Linked DNA regions of Rattus norvegicus: region 1 is linked to region 2. The links are chromatin contacts, called in public Hi-C maps. All regions are on one chromosome and are shown on one strand. Each heading gives the region's core, a stretch centred on a gene start, on an enhancer-like site or on the middle of the called end of the contact. The rest is flanking DNA. Distances are from core to core; before and after follow the strand shown.

Region 1 (6,315 bases), core at 1,816-4,315, 54 kb after region 2:
TAACAAGTTGAGCGAACTTATCAAGAGTTAACTCGAAGGAAAAGAGAAACTAACATTGAGCAAGAAATGAAAGAAATTATAGAATGGTTACAAAAGTTTCCTTATTATTCTGAGGGGCCATAAAGATAGAGTTTAAACTTTATTAAAACAAAGGTAAATGCTGAATGCATACCTGGTGCCCACAAGTCTGGCAGTACAACTGCAGTTTTCTAAACTATTGTCTGTGGCTGAGAATTGTTTCCTGGACTGTACATTCAGCTTTCCTCCTTGCAAGGGACATTGGTGAGGTGATGAAGAAGAGCTGGATGACTGCCAGTTATGATGTACCTGTTCTAACTGCTTAAATCTGTGCCAGGAAGTAAAACTTTTTGCAGCGGCACACACCTCGAGTTTGTGTCTGTCTGTCCCACCGAATCCCGTCTCTACCTGAAATCTAAGCCCTGGTCCCTCTGCTGACACACTCCCCTGGGTGGTCTGCGGCAGGCCACACAGCTAGCACAAAGGTCACCAGGCAGGAAAGCAGTCCACCGAAGCCTTCAGGGTAGATAACAGGTATTGTGTTCCTTCCCTTGAAAGAACAACCCGGTAAGCTTACCTTCCAGGTTCCTCCAGTGCCTAGTCATGAGCACAGGTTTCCAGTGCCCATCCACGGGCACAAAGATCTTCATGTCTCCCACAGTTAATGCCTAATCTTCTCTGTTATTTGGAACCCGCACGGATGCCTCCTTAGAGTCTGCCCCCAGCTCCATCTAAACACTAGGCATGTGGCTAAGGTTAAGTTAGAACATACGTTGGCACAAATATCATAACGAATGGCAAGGACTATGTGGGCAGTAGTAAGACCGATGATCTGAAGAAAGCTGAGGAGGCAGATGCTAGAGGATGGTGTTCCTACCCGCAGAGTGGATGGGCAGTATGTGAGGATACTGCTCAGTTTGTACAACTATAAAACAAACAAAAGAACAAGGAAGAAAAGCCAAATGTGGTTGGTCCACATCTGTAATCCCAGCCCTTATGAAGCTGAGGCAGGAGTGTGGGCCACACAATAAGACTATGGTGAAGGAGGAGGAGTCATTGTGGTGGCGAAGGCTGCAAGGGAGCACACGGACCTTGAAAGCACGTGATCGGGAAGATCATGTTATATTACAGTGCTGGGTCAGGGTTCCTTCACTTATCATATAGAAAAGAATTATCAGTTTTGCTTGTGAATATTATTTAAATTTATATGGAATAGGTTTACTAGTGTTGTTTTAATGAATCATTTAAGACTTTAAGTCCATTTTACAGTATCAATAGTCCTTCTGATGCCAGGCAAACGTTCAACTGAACTTTGTTCCAAGCCCAAGAGAATACAAATACTCAAGCTACAGAATTGTGGACCAAGCTGCAGCCTATCTCCTTGTTTCCTTGTGTGTGGCATTGTTGAGGACACAGGCAAAGTGCCTAAAATGCAAGGAGGAAGCCCATGATCCATATTAGCTCTGTTAACATTTTGTGTTTGTGAAAGAGTATCAGGTCTCAAAAAGACTGAGGGCAGAAGGTGAGGTGTGGCCCCTACTAGCTAATAGCACATGACTGCCTGCTCATCTCACCTCAGCCCCTCCCCTAAACTCATCTAGCTCGTGGACTTCCCTTCCCTCAGCATTTTATTCTGATAGAATGCTGACATTTTTTCTGTGAGCTCTCCTGGCTCCTTTGATCTCCTGGTCCTCTCTTGGCTCTCTCTCCTCTTTGTTCTTTTTCCTTTCTCTCCCCCTCTCTCCCTCTCTCTCTCTCTCCCTCTCTCCCTCTCTCCTCTCACGGCTGGTTCAGTCTGCTCACCATGCTTGGTTTACAACTTTCTCTCCCTGCTCTGGACTCTTCAGATGCCTCTGGCAGTACTCTCCCTCACTTCTATAATGAAATCCTCTCCTTACCGGAGCCTTGGAGTAGTCATGCCCTCATTTTATACAAAGAGGAGGTGGTGATGTCTGTTGAAACTAATACAAGTGGAGGAAGCTTGAAGAAAGCAAGATGTTTTGATTAGATAGTGTTGTAAATGGGAATGAGAGATTAGGGAAATATAGGACAGAAGGAGAATCCCGAGAGGCTTGAGTTCAGTGACACAGTGTATCAGCACCCCACCCCAAATATCAATATAAGGACAGGTACATCATTTAATTATCAGGAGTAGGAAAAAAATGTGATGAATTGTGACTGGTGAGATGGGACTGTGTGGGATGGGATTAAGTGGAACTTGGGGGGAAAATTGAAAAAGATGACTAAACAAGAGAACACAGGAGAGGACAGGTTAGGAGCCCAGTAAGCTAAGACATTGGAGTTCCGATTTCGTTGACAAAACGGCTCTCTTTGAGATAAGGTTCGAGGTGTGGTTATGAGAGTGGATTCCTGGAGTGTAGCAAAGGTGATAGCAGATGGGGATGAAAAAAATCAAGAGACTAAAATGAGACGTTTTCTATTGGATTTAAAAGGTAAGGGCAAAAATACGGGTGAGTCTAAAACAGCTCCACTCAAAATATAGAAGGTGACAGGCAGTAAGAGATAATCGCGTGCGGCACCCGGAGTAATGTCAAGGACTTTCTACCCAAAGGTAAGTGGGGAGTGAGAGTGGAACATTTACCTCCAGTGTTATTTAAAGCAAACAGTCTTGTGGGAAAGTATAGTCAGATCTCAGCCTCAGAGCAGAAGCAGAGAACGTGGGAAGCTTTGCTCACAAAGGAACAGAATGCACACAGCAAAGAGCAAGCAAAAGACCCCTCAGAACTCAGAACATTAGTGTTGTGAGATTAAAACAAAAAGGGCGGGGGGGGGGTGGCGTGGGAAACTGTGGTCTCTCATGTGCATGCCTATAATCCTAGCAGAGAGACAGAGGCAGGGGAGTCGTGGCTTCAAGGCCGGACTTGCATTCATTATGTCTCAGAAAACAACAAAGAAAAATAAAAGTGTGAGATGTGAGGCTTGTCAGGTTCAGAGAAAGGAAAAGGATTTCAGAAGAATCAGGCAAAAAGTGCTAGTAATTTTTCCCTCTTAAAATTTTTTGTGGGTTCGTCTCTCCTTTCCTTTTGGACTTTTCAATTCTCTGAGTAAAATAATAAAATTAGAATGAGATAGCAGAGGCCTTGAGATCCTGAGGCTCTCTGACCGCTACTCGCAACGCTGGCGCTTCTTCTCTTCCTAGCAAGTCCACTTCCGGGAAGGCGAGCTCTCCCCCTCCTCCGGAAGGGGGCGAGGTCGGGGCGGAGCAAGCAGAACTGGGCGGGACGCGCTGGACTCTTCCGGTTACGTGTGCAACCTTGGTGCTCTGACGTTGCAGGATATCCGGTCTCTCGCCCACTGTTGGAAACGGGCTGTGTCTGCCATTCCGGCCCGCGGCTTGGCCTCGCCTCTGCGTCCTCGGCCACTGAGGTGAGCGGCGTGTCCCCGCGAGGTTGCGTGACTGAGTGGGCCGGGAAGGCGTGAGGGGCTCGCGGGCGGCTGGCGGGTTGCGAGCCGCGTGGATCTCCCCGCGCCACCCCCCTCCAGGCCTCCCAGAGCCTGGAACCCAGTGTCGCTCTGCTGTCATTAGCATTCTAGCTTGAGCTGAAAGAAACCTCTCGTCGTTGGCATAAACAGATTCGAGAAATAGAATCACTCTGAGATGTCTTAGTGGGTAGAGTATGCATCCACGGTCACCCTTGGTCACTCAGCCACACGCTCCAGACTTCAATTTTAAATACTGACTGACGGCCCCGTGGCTTGGCCACGAAGATTAACCACTAATTAGCTCTGAAGACTTCCCTGCCCGAAAGGATTGGGCATTAGAGTGAGAAAACAGAAGCCTGGTTGTCAGTATTGTAGGTTTTCTGAGTGCTGAAAACCAGTTTTGTAAGGATTGATGTCTGTGTGGAAAACAGACTCCTAAGCTTCTGACTTGTTAAAACTGTTGCTTCCAGGCATGAGGGACAGGCAGCGAAAGCGACTGTAGTTCCTTAGTCTCCTCAGAGAAAATGGGTTTACCTTGCAGTCAGCCCTTGGCTTGCTGGATATTTGTGTAAACCGCATGTAGGTGAGAGTGTACTATATAATACTATGTGTGGACAGCATTAGAGATGTGACTGTAGCTCAACATGGGTATTTCAACTTGGCACAAAACGAGTATTTTAGTCATTTCTTAATAATGGTGCACACATCGGTTTTTTGAATGAAGAGAAGAATAGGGTGAAAAAACATTTACTCAGGCAGTTAGAATGAGGTCCTTGATGCTGATGCAGTTTGAGAGTTGTTTGAAGCGCAGGGAGGGCCTTAGTTTAGAAGCCTACAGCTGGAATAATCCGTGTGTAATGTTGCTAAAGGCTTCAGACGTGATTCGGTGCATTTAAAGTTAAAAGGTTGATTTAATACTTAAGGAAAGTCTAAACACTGTGTAACTGAACCCAGCAGTTATGGCTGTTCGGTTTTCCTGTTTAGAAAGAAGGGAACATGCCGAAAAAGAAGACTGGAGCAAGGAAGAAGGCAGAAAACCGCCGCGAACGAGAGAAACAACTCAGAGCATCAAGAAGTACCGTTGACCTAGCCAAGCACCCGTGCAATGCTTCAATGGTGAGAGGCTTTTAAAACAAGGGCTGTTTGGTTGACTAGAAGGACTACATAGTACCATGTATAAGATCTATCTGAAAAGAATGATCAGCTACAGTGTGCTCACGTGTTCACCACAGGAAAAACCTGTTAGAGGTGTAGTCAGCATCTTTACTGAGTAACCTTTTTTGGTTAGAGTATGTATTACTTGTCGAGCCTGGAGTGTCACCTTGTATACTGCTGGTGACAGTAGATATTGAAGGCAAATGGGTAGCAGGAACGGGGGGGGGGGGCAGTTTTTTCAATATGTTCTTTAGTTCAGTGTTGGTCATGTTCTCTTAGCCAGTCTCCGTTCATTGATTTCTCCTGCTGAGTGCCCTGACTTCTAGATGTGTCCCAGGTTCTTAACTAATTTAATTTGTCTATGGTAAGCAGGCTGGTCTCGAGGAAGATTGTTTTTAAATACTTCATCCACATGACTTAGTTTAGCAAGTGCTTATTATTCAGGGGAAGATGTGCTCTGTATCGACTCTGGTAATGGTGAGCCTCTTTTATATGTTTATAGGATTCCCTAGGGTTGTAGGACCCATTGGTTTATGAATGACAGAAACACATTTCACCTTAGGAGAAAGTACCTCCACGTAGTGGAAGAAGGAGGGATGAAAGACGGGACAGCTAGGCCTTGGGACAGTCTCTGCCTTCGTTCTCTTTGCTCCTGCCTTTGAGGGTTGCCATGCTTTGTTTAGCTCCTTGGTTTCAGGTAGTGTGCTTAGATCATGTCTCATATTGTGAAGGTCACAGAGGGAAAGAGTTCTCATAGGATGGGCTTGTGTCCTTTTTTTGTCCCGGGACTGATTTATGGTGTACTCTGTCAGATTCCATGGTATAAATGTGACAGTGGGAACTGTCAGGTTCTTTTGAGAAAAGAGGAGTGCTCACAGACAGGACCGTGACTGGCGTACATAAGTGCATGCCATGGAGTAGATCTTCGTATTTCAGTAAAGGGGAAGGAGTAGAGGCATAGGGAGAAGAGACCGGAACATACTGGCGAAAGGCTGACCAATGGTGGCTTGACTCTAGTGTAGACCTGACTAGAGAGCTTCAGAAGCCCCCTCTAATGTGGATAGTTTACGAGCTTCACTGTTTCATGCCGTTTATTTCTAGCATCCACTCAATATAGGCAAATAGGATGGTTTTAATTAAAAGAGAAAATTGAGCAGGGACTTGTGTCTGTTTTCTCTAGCATTGGGTTTCTTTAAAACAACCACAAGGGAATCTACTATATTTAACTCCTTTTGTAATACGGCTTTTCCCCATTATTGATCACAGAATGTAACCTTTTGTTTACCCTTGCTAGTGGAGTATGTACAAGAGCTTAAACACATGGCTTGAACTGGATTTGGGATGTAGAACCAGTTACATTCTGATTTGGGAAAGAAAATAATCTGTATGATGTAAGTAAATGTTCCATTTTCATCCAGCAGACAATTAATGTTCTGCTTTAAATTTTACAGGAATGTGACAAGTGTCAGAGGTAAGTTTTCTTTCTTTCTGGATGAGATTGTCCTATGTGCTCTTTGTTGCTGTGATATAACCCTTGGGGAGGAAAGGGTTCACTCCATCATACTTTGATGAGGGAGGCCAGCGCAGGAGCTCCAGGCCAGAGCCTTGGGGCTGGAACTGATGCGGAGACCATGGAGGAAAGCTGCTTACTGGTGTGCTCCAGACCCAGGTTTAACTACCCTTGTACAACCCAGGACC
Region 2 (6,729 bases), core at 894-3,393:
AAAGTAATTCAGGTGCTTTCTGTTTTTCTCTCTGTCCCCTTTGTCATGTTGAAAGTGTGTCCTCTTGTGGTTATTGACAGCAATGAAGCTTTGCTACACCCAAAAGACAACAGCACATTGAAAGAGAGAGAGAGCACATGATGTTGTTGTAAGGAATGCCCAGAGCATAATTAGTCTTGGGGAAGAGACCCCCTAATAAGTTATCCAGTACAAATGCAATGTTGTCAGTCCTGGAATCATATACATACATATACAGTCACTCCATATGGACTGAACAAAGTATATTTATATATTTAGAAATACGAGAGAGAGAGAGAGAGAGAGAGAGAACAAAAAAATAGAGATTATGGGTTTGAAAAAGAGCAAGTGTTGGAGGGAGGAAAGAGGCAGGGGAAATAGTATTTCATTTTAACTTCAAAACTAGATAGATAGATAGATAGATAGATAGATAGATACATAGATACATAGATAGATAGATAGACAGACAAATCAATGGATAGATAGATAGATGGATAGATAGGTAGACAGATAGATCAATGGATAGATAGATCAATGGATAGATAGATAGATAGATAGATAGATAGATAGATAGATAGATAGATAGATAGATAGATAAAGTAATAAAGAGAGTTCCTGGCTGGGATGGCCATTCAAACCGCTGCTCTTGAGAAAACTTCCGATCCCACCAGCCTGGGCTTGTCCTTTTAAATGCAGCCAAATTTGTCTGCTGAGGAAGAAGGAAAAATAAGAGTGACTTGGTGATCTGTGAGCCACAGTGATGGGGAACAGGTAAGCAGTGGTAGCCTACAAGGTTTGACCTCACCAGAATCAGGAAGACATTGATTTTGCTTCTCTGTGCCCTTGGCCTCCGTTTAATGTTTAGATTTCAGGGAGTGCCCCCCCCCCCACACACACACCTTGTGTCCAGCTGTTCTATTCCCCATCCTATACTGATTCTGTATGTCCTAACAGGAGTCAGGGCATGATTCGTGACATGGAGGAAGAAGGTTTACCCTATAGTGCCGTGTTACCACCTTTTGTTTGCAAATGCACACTCTTACACATGGTTCCTCGGGGGTGCGAGATGATCAGGGCTCAGGTTGGAGATAAAGTACCTGGTGTGGGGTTTGGGCCACCACCACCTCCAAGTCACCTCCAAGATCCGCCTATGCGCAGAGCTGTGCCAGCCACCAGATGTCACTCTGTAATTTCTTGTTAAATAACACAAACAGCACCTACAATCTAGAAAAATCTAGAAAAATCTAGAAAAATCTAGAAAAATCTAGACTTCCTAGATCCGGGGGGCGCGGGGCGGGGGGAGGCAGGGAGAGGCAGCTTCCAGGACTCAATTCGCCCAATCTTAGCCAAAATGTCCAACAGTGGGGACATGGAACCTGAAGAGACCACCTTTGGTAGCCAAACAGGGCCCCCAGTGGAGAGATGGGGCCACCAACTTACCTACAAAACTTTCCACGCAAAATTGCTCCTGTCTAAAAGAAATGCAGGGACAAAAATGGAACAGAGACTGAAGGAATGGCTGACCAGTAAACGGTCCAACTTGGAATCCATCCCATGGACAGGCACCAATCCAATCCCTGACTCTGTAACTGATGCTATGTTGTGCTTGCAGACAGGAGCCAGACGTGGCCGTCCTCTGAGATGCTCCACCCAGCGGCTGACTGAGACAGACGCAGACACCCACAGTCAAACAGTAGATAAAGGTTGGGGACTCTCATAGAAGAACTGGGATATGGATTGAAGGAACTAAAGGGGACGGCAATCCCACAGGAAGACCAACAGTGTCAACTAACCTGGACCCTAGGAGCTTCCAGAGACTGAGCCACCAACCAAAGAACGTAAATGGAGGGGGCCACCCTCTCAAAGGCGAAGGGAATAGGGAATGGGGGGATGGGCTCTGTGAGGGGTAACCAGGAGTGGGGCAACACTTGGGATGTAAATAAACTAATTAATTAATTAATTAATTAATTAATTAAAAAACAAAAAATCTAAAAGTGGGAGGGGAAATAATCAAATTATAGCTGCAATTCTCGGCTTTAGCCACTGGAGGTCACTATTTGTTCACACGAGGAGACTCTGCCTTTTCAGCAAGCCAAACTTGATCCAGTTTAAAATTCCAAGGGAAATGACGTCAGTCTTAGTTGTCGGGTCACAGGTATAGATTCCCCACGGCTTTAGGATTAAAACTTTACACTGCTTATTCTTAATAGGGGAATCATTTAACACAAAGAATTCCTAACTTTTAGCTGACGGTTTGTTTATTTATCATCCCCCATCCTCCCTCCCCCTGCCAAAAAAAAAAAAAAAAAAAAGCCAGTGTGGAAAGATGGTAGAGTTATATTTTAGTAACAGTAAAGCTCTTTTCTCAGAATTGCCTGCCCCATCGCTCTCTTCCTTAGGAAGGAATTTTGAAGGATGTTTAGAATTCATCTTTTTTTTACCTGGACATTCTCACACAGGCAAACTGAAGCCTCACCATTAGCTCTTCCTTCTTGTTAACATTAGAGTCAGTGGTCCATAATGAAGTGGCCAGTTCCATATGCCTTAAAACGGATATAGCAAAAGATATTCCACAAAGAAGAAATTCTTCAGCAAAGTCAGTTTAGAACGGTCTGCAAACTGCAGCAAGAGAGTCTGAGTCCTTTGGCCAGAGGCCAGCGGTCACAGTAGGGGCCAGGTAAGGGGATATTCGAAGCTGTTTGGGGCTCTGTCAGAAGAAGTCACATCAGCTTGGGGCTCTTCAGCTAGCTGTGAGGGAACCGTCAACACGGTTTGTGTGTAGACCCAAAATGAGAATTTCAAACAGCCACCACATATGAAATAATATTCTACTTTTGATATTACTCACACTTATTAAAAAGTCTAAAGGATGGCCACCTCATGAGTTTCATTTATCTCTCATGGTTGCCACCAAATGGTCAGAACGGGCTTCAGCTACGAACCTCTCTGATCTCTGTCATCACCACTTTGACTTTTTTTTTTCCTTTTCTCCATCTTTATTAAATTGGTTGTTTCTTATTTACATTTCAATTGTTATTACCTTTCCCGGTTTCCAAGCAAACATCCCCCTAACCCCTCCCCTTCTATATGAGTGTTCCCCTCCCCATCCTCCCCCCATTACCGCCCTCCCCCCAACAATCCCGTTCACTCGGGGTTCAGTCTTGGCAGGACCAAGGGCTTCCCTTCCACTGGTGATCTTACTAGGCTATTCATTGCTACCTATGAGGTTGGAACCCAGGGTCAGTCCATGTATAGTCTTTGGGTAGTGGCTTAGTCCCTGGAAGCTCTGGTTGCTTGGCATTGTTGTTCATATGGGGTCTCGAGTCCCTTCAGCTCTTTCAGTCCTTTCTAAGATTCCTTCAACAGGAGTCCCATTCTCAGTTCAGTGGTTTGCTGCTGGCATTCGCCTATGTATTTGCCATATTCTGGCTGTGTCTCTCAGGAGAGATCTACATCCGGTTCCTGTCAGCCTGCACTTCTTTGCTTCATCCATCTTATCTAGTTTGGTGACTGTAAATGGAGTTTCTGTTAGGTTGACTGGACTCTAAGGATCCAATATGGAAACAAGGAACATCAAGGTTTTCAACCTGACTGCCTTCTTAGCAAAGGGCAAGAGAAACACCGGCCGTCAGGTCTCTTTGGGTGTGGAGTCCGAAGGGTACAGGCTCCAGACAACGACTCTTCAGAACTCTACACCCTGCCTGCTGATTGATTGGGTGCCGATTCTGATGCAGTAGTATGGTGGGAGATTTATTTAAGTCTACTTAAAAAGGCTTTGACATAGTGCTTTTCACATTGCCCTACTATACAGACTACACCCTTCCATGTGCCCCTTGTGGGTTAGTCACCCTCCGACCTCTGGACCTGAGCATTGCATTAGCCTGGGGCGGGGTTATCTAATGGAGATTGAAAGTGTGTCTTCCATATGCTTTGTCATTTTCAACCATGTGACCCTGAGATTCTGCATGATGTCATTACTGTGCCTTGTCGATGCATATCCGTATGACAATAAGCCTTCCCAACAGGATGACTTTGCAAAATAAAAGAGTACATCCATGTAATGAGTGTAGACCACGGTGCACTGACACGCTTTACATATGAAAGTATAGCTCATGTTTGCTTTCTTTAAACACATCCATGAACTATTTTCTATAAAATTATTCTCAAATTATCATGTACCAAACTACAAAATACATATGTACACGTATATACACATATAAATATAGGATATACTCATAGGCTATAGAAACAAAATAAAATGAATCGAAAGACACATATTCTTTGGCCATGAGTTTCTGATCTATGTTTCTTCTTTCGTCTGGATGTTGTGTGGGGGAGAGGTTACCTACAAACATAGACATTTTGTTGTTGTTGTTAAATCAAGTTGGATAGAGTCTAGGTACTAATCACGCATATTCCAGTTAGCTGTCACCTTGACACTGCCTAGAGCCACCTGCTAGGAAAGCGTTGGTTGAGAAATTGCCTGTAGGGGAGGAGGAAAGCCCAGCCCTCTGTGTGCAATACCTTTCCCTCAGGAAATGGTCCTGAAAATATCTCACTTGGTGTCCTTGTGCAAACCCTAACAGTGGGAGCAGGGGCTGTCCCTGACTCTTGCCTACTTGTGGGACCCTTTTCCTCTCTCCTGAATTGCCTTGTCCAGCCTTGGTGTGATGGTGTGTGTCTGGCCTTAATGTAGCTTTTCATGCTGTGTTTGGTCGATGTCCCCAGAAGACCTGCTCTTTTCTGAGGGGATGCTGGGGGTAGGGGACTTTACCCTTTGGACTCCACATCCAAAGAGACCTGGTGGCTTGTGTTTCTCCTGCCCTCTGTTAAGAAGGCAGTCAGGCCGAGGCTGAGTTTGAAAACTTAGGTGCTCCCGGTTTTCCACTTTGGATCCTTAGATTCCTCTCAACCAACAGAAACTACAGAAAAAAAAAATCAAAGCAGGTAATGACGTTCTTGAGGAATTAATAAGTCTTATATTATTGAAAACCTAAGAATAAAATAAAATTAGAAAGACTTAAAAAGGAAAAGAAAGCTAGATAAGCATCCTCTCAGAACCCTCCAAGGTCACTCTGACCGTCTCTGACTGTGGGTGAGGAACGCTCTGTGAAATAGCAAGTGGCCCTGGGGGTGCTACTGCGACTTTTCTCAGTGATAGCCTGCGATGTGGAATTGTGAAATGAGAGGAACCATTGTCTCCCCTTAGTGGCTTTAGATCAGGACATCTGTCACAATGCAGACTCGAAATGAGAACAATGCATAAACTGTATGCATACACACAGATGCATACAAGTGCATGTGTGTGCAAGCATGTACATGTGTGCATGTGAGTGCATGCATGTATGTACGTGTGTGTGCATGTGTGCAAGTGTGTGCGAGTGTGTACATGTGTGCATGTCTGTGCAAGCATGTACATGTGTGCATCCCTGCTTTATTCGTCTTACTGTAGCCTTTTCTTCCTCTACTGTGACTAGCACTGATTCTGAGGTAATTTGCTGACAGCAGCAGCAGACAGAGTTCCCTCACTGACTCTATCCTCTGCCCCAGTTTCTATCCTTCTCTAGTTCAGCTGAATCATGTGACAACCACTGCCAGTCAGACTTGGTGTGATGTGTGTAGCTCCTGGGCCAGAGTTGGTGTTTCCTTTGTCTTTATTGTCCTGTTCAGATCTGACCATGGATGCCGCACAGTTAGACATCAGGGTGTGACGGGTATCTCACCTGTCCCAATTTTAACGTTGCAAACCATGCCCCAAGCCAGCAAGTTTATTCCTTCAAGTGAAATTATGGTCTGCTCGCTGTTTCTGGAGGAATGATGTTTTCCTCTCTGTTTGCTAAGATGATAATGAATAGTGTTTGGCGGGTGTTGACACTGACAGGGACAACAGGGAAGGAACAGAGGGGTTTGTTTGTTTGAATTTGACAAGCCACTGGGAATAAAAAGAAAGACAGACAAGCCTACCAACAGGCTGTGACAGCCCAGAATGACACTTCAGAAAGGCCAGGTCAGCACACATCAGGATGGCCTCGGAAGGTGAGTAGAGAATCAACACGCAGGCATGAAAACTTGGTGTGCACGGTCAGAGTCGGGGAGCTTTAGCATGGTTTCGGAGAGTTCATGTTACGGTCTTCAGATTTGATCTGCAACCTATCTTTCTTAGCGCTGACATTTCCCTTGACATTTCAGTCATAGCAAAACAGCCATTGTTGGGGGTTGGGCCTCCAAGGATGTGTGTGTGTGTGTGTGTGTGTGTGTGTGTGTGTGTGTGTGTGTGTGTGTGTAGACCTGCATGTGGCACATTTGCAGGTCCACATGCAGGTGTGTATGCACCAATGTGGAGGCCAGAGGTCAGTTAGTGTTAGGCATCTTCTTCCTTCACTCTCCACACTATTTACTGAAGTAAAACCTCTCAGTGGAGCTCCCCGTCTCCACTAGTCCAGCTAGACAGCTCGTTCCAGGGATCCCGTCTTCCGGGAGCTCTGATTACAGGCAGGCAACTGGCTCTTCTAGCACTTATCCCAGGAGCTGGATAGCTGAACTCCTGGTTTTCCAGGTTCCGTGGTAAGTGTTTTTGTCATTTCCACAACCTTGTGTTTATTGTTTTTAACTCCACAAGTGCTTTACTCACCCTTCCGGTCAGAGACACTATGGCGACCTTGTAGCAATCGCCAATGGACAGCAGCCCTGTTTACAACTGTCCCGCGCTGT

The links. A called contact is a pair of places that touch in the nucleus more often than the background predicts.
Region 1: a contact with region 2 is called in a Hi-C map of the A7r5 cell line, with 4 times the contacts expected there. The contact joins the promoter of Zfp330 here to the enhancer-like site in region 2. A contact is called at or near these places in 4 of 12 Hi-C or Micro-C datasets (the A7r5 cell line, Schwann cells, kidney and 1 more).

The regions. Positions count from the first base shown.
Region 1 is chr19:42,215,148-42,221,462 of GRCr8, forward strand. It overlaps Zfp330 (zinc finger protein 330), which reads left to right and starts at 3,066. Exons shown (of 10, transcript NM_001108443.1): 1 at 3,066-3,405; 2 at 4,447-4,578; 3 at 6,069-6,088. The coding sequence starts at 4,459.
Region 2 is chr19:42,162,383-42,169,111 of GRCr8, forward strand. No RefSeq gene overlaps it. Among named protein-coding and RNA genes, the nearest start is that of Rnf150, 33 kb to the left of the region's middle. Within about 2 kb of position 2,144, at least 8 of the 93 cell types and tissues checked have an H3K27ac peak or open chromatin away from gene starts, as enhancers often do. A contact at or near this core is called in the A7r5 cell line, where this site is marked.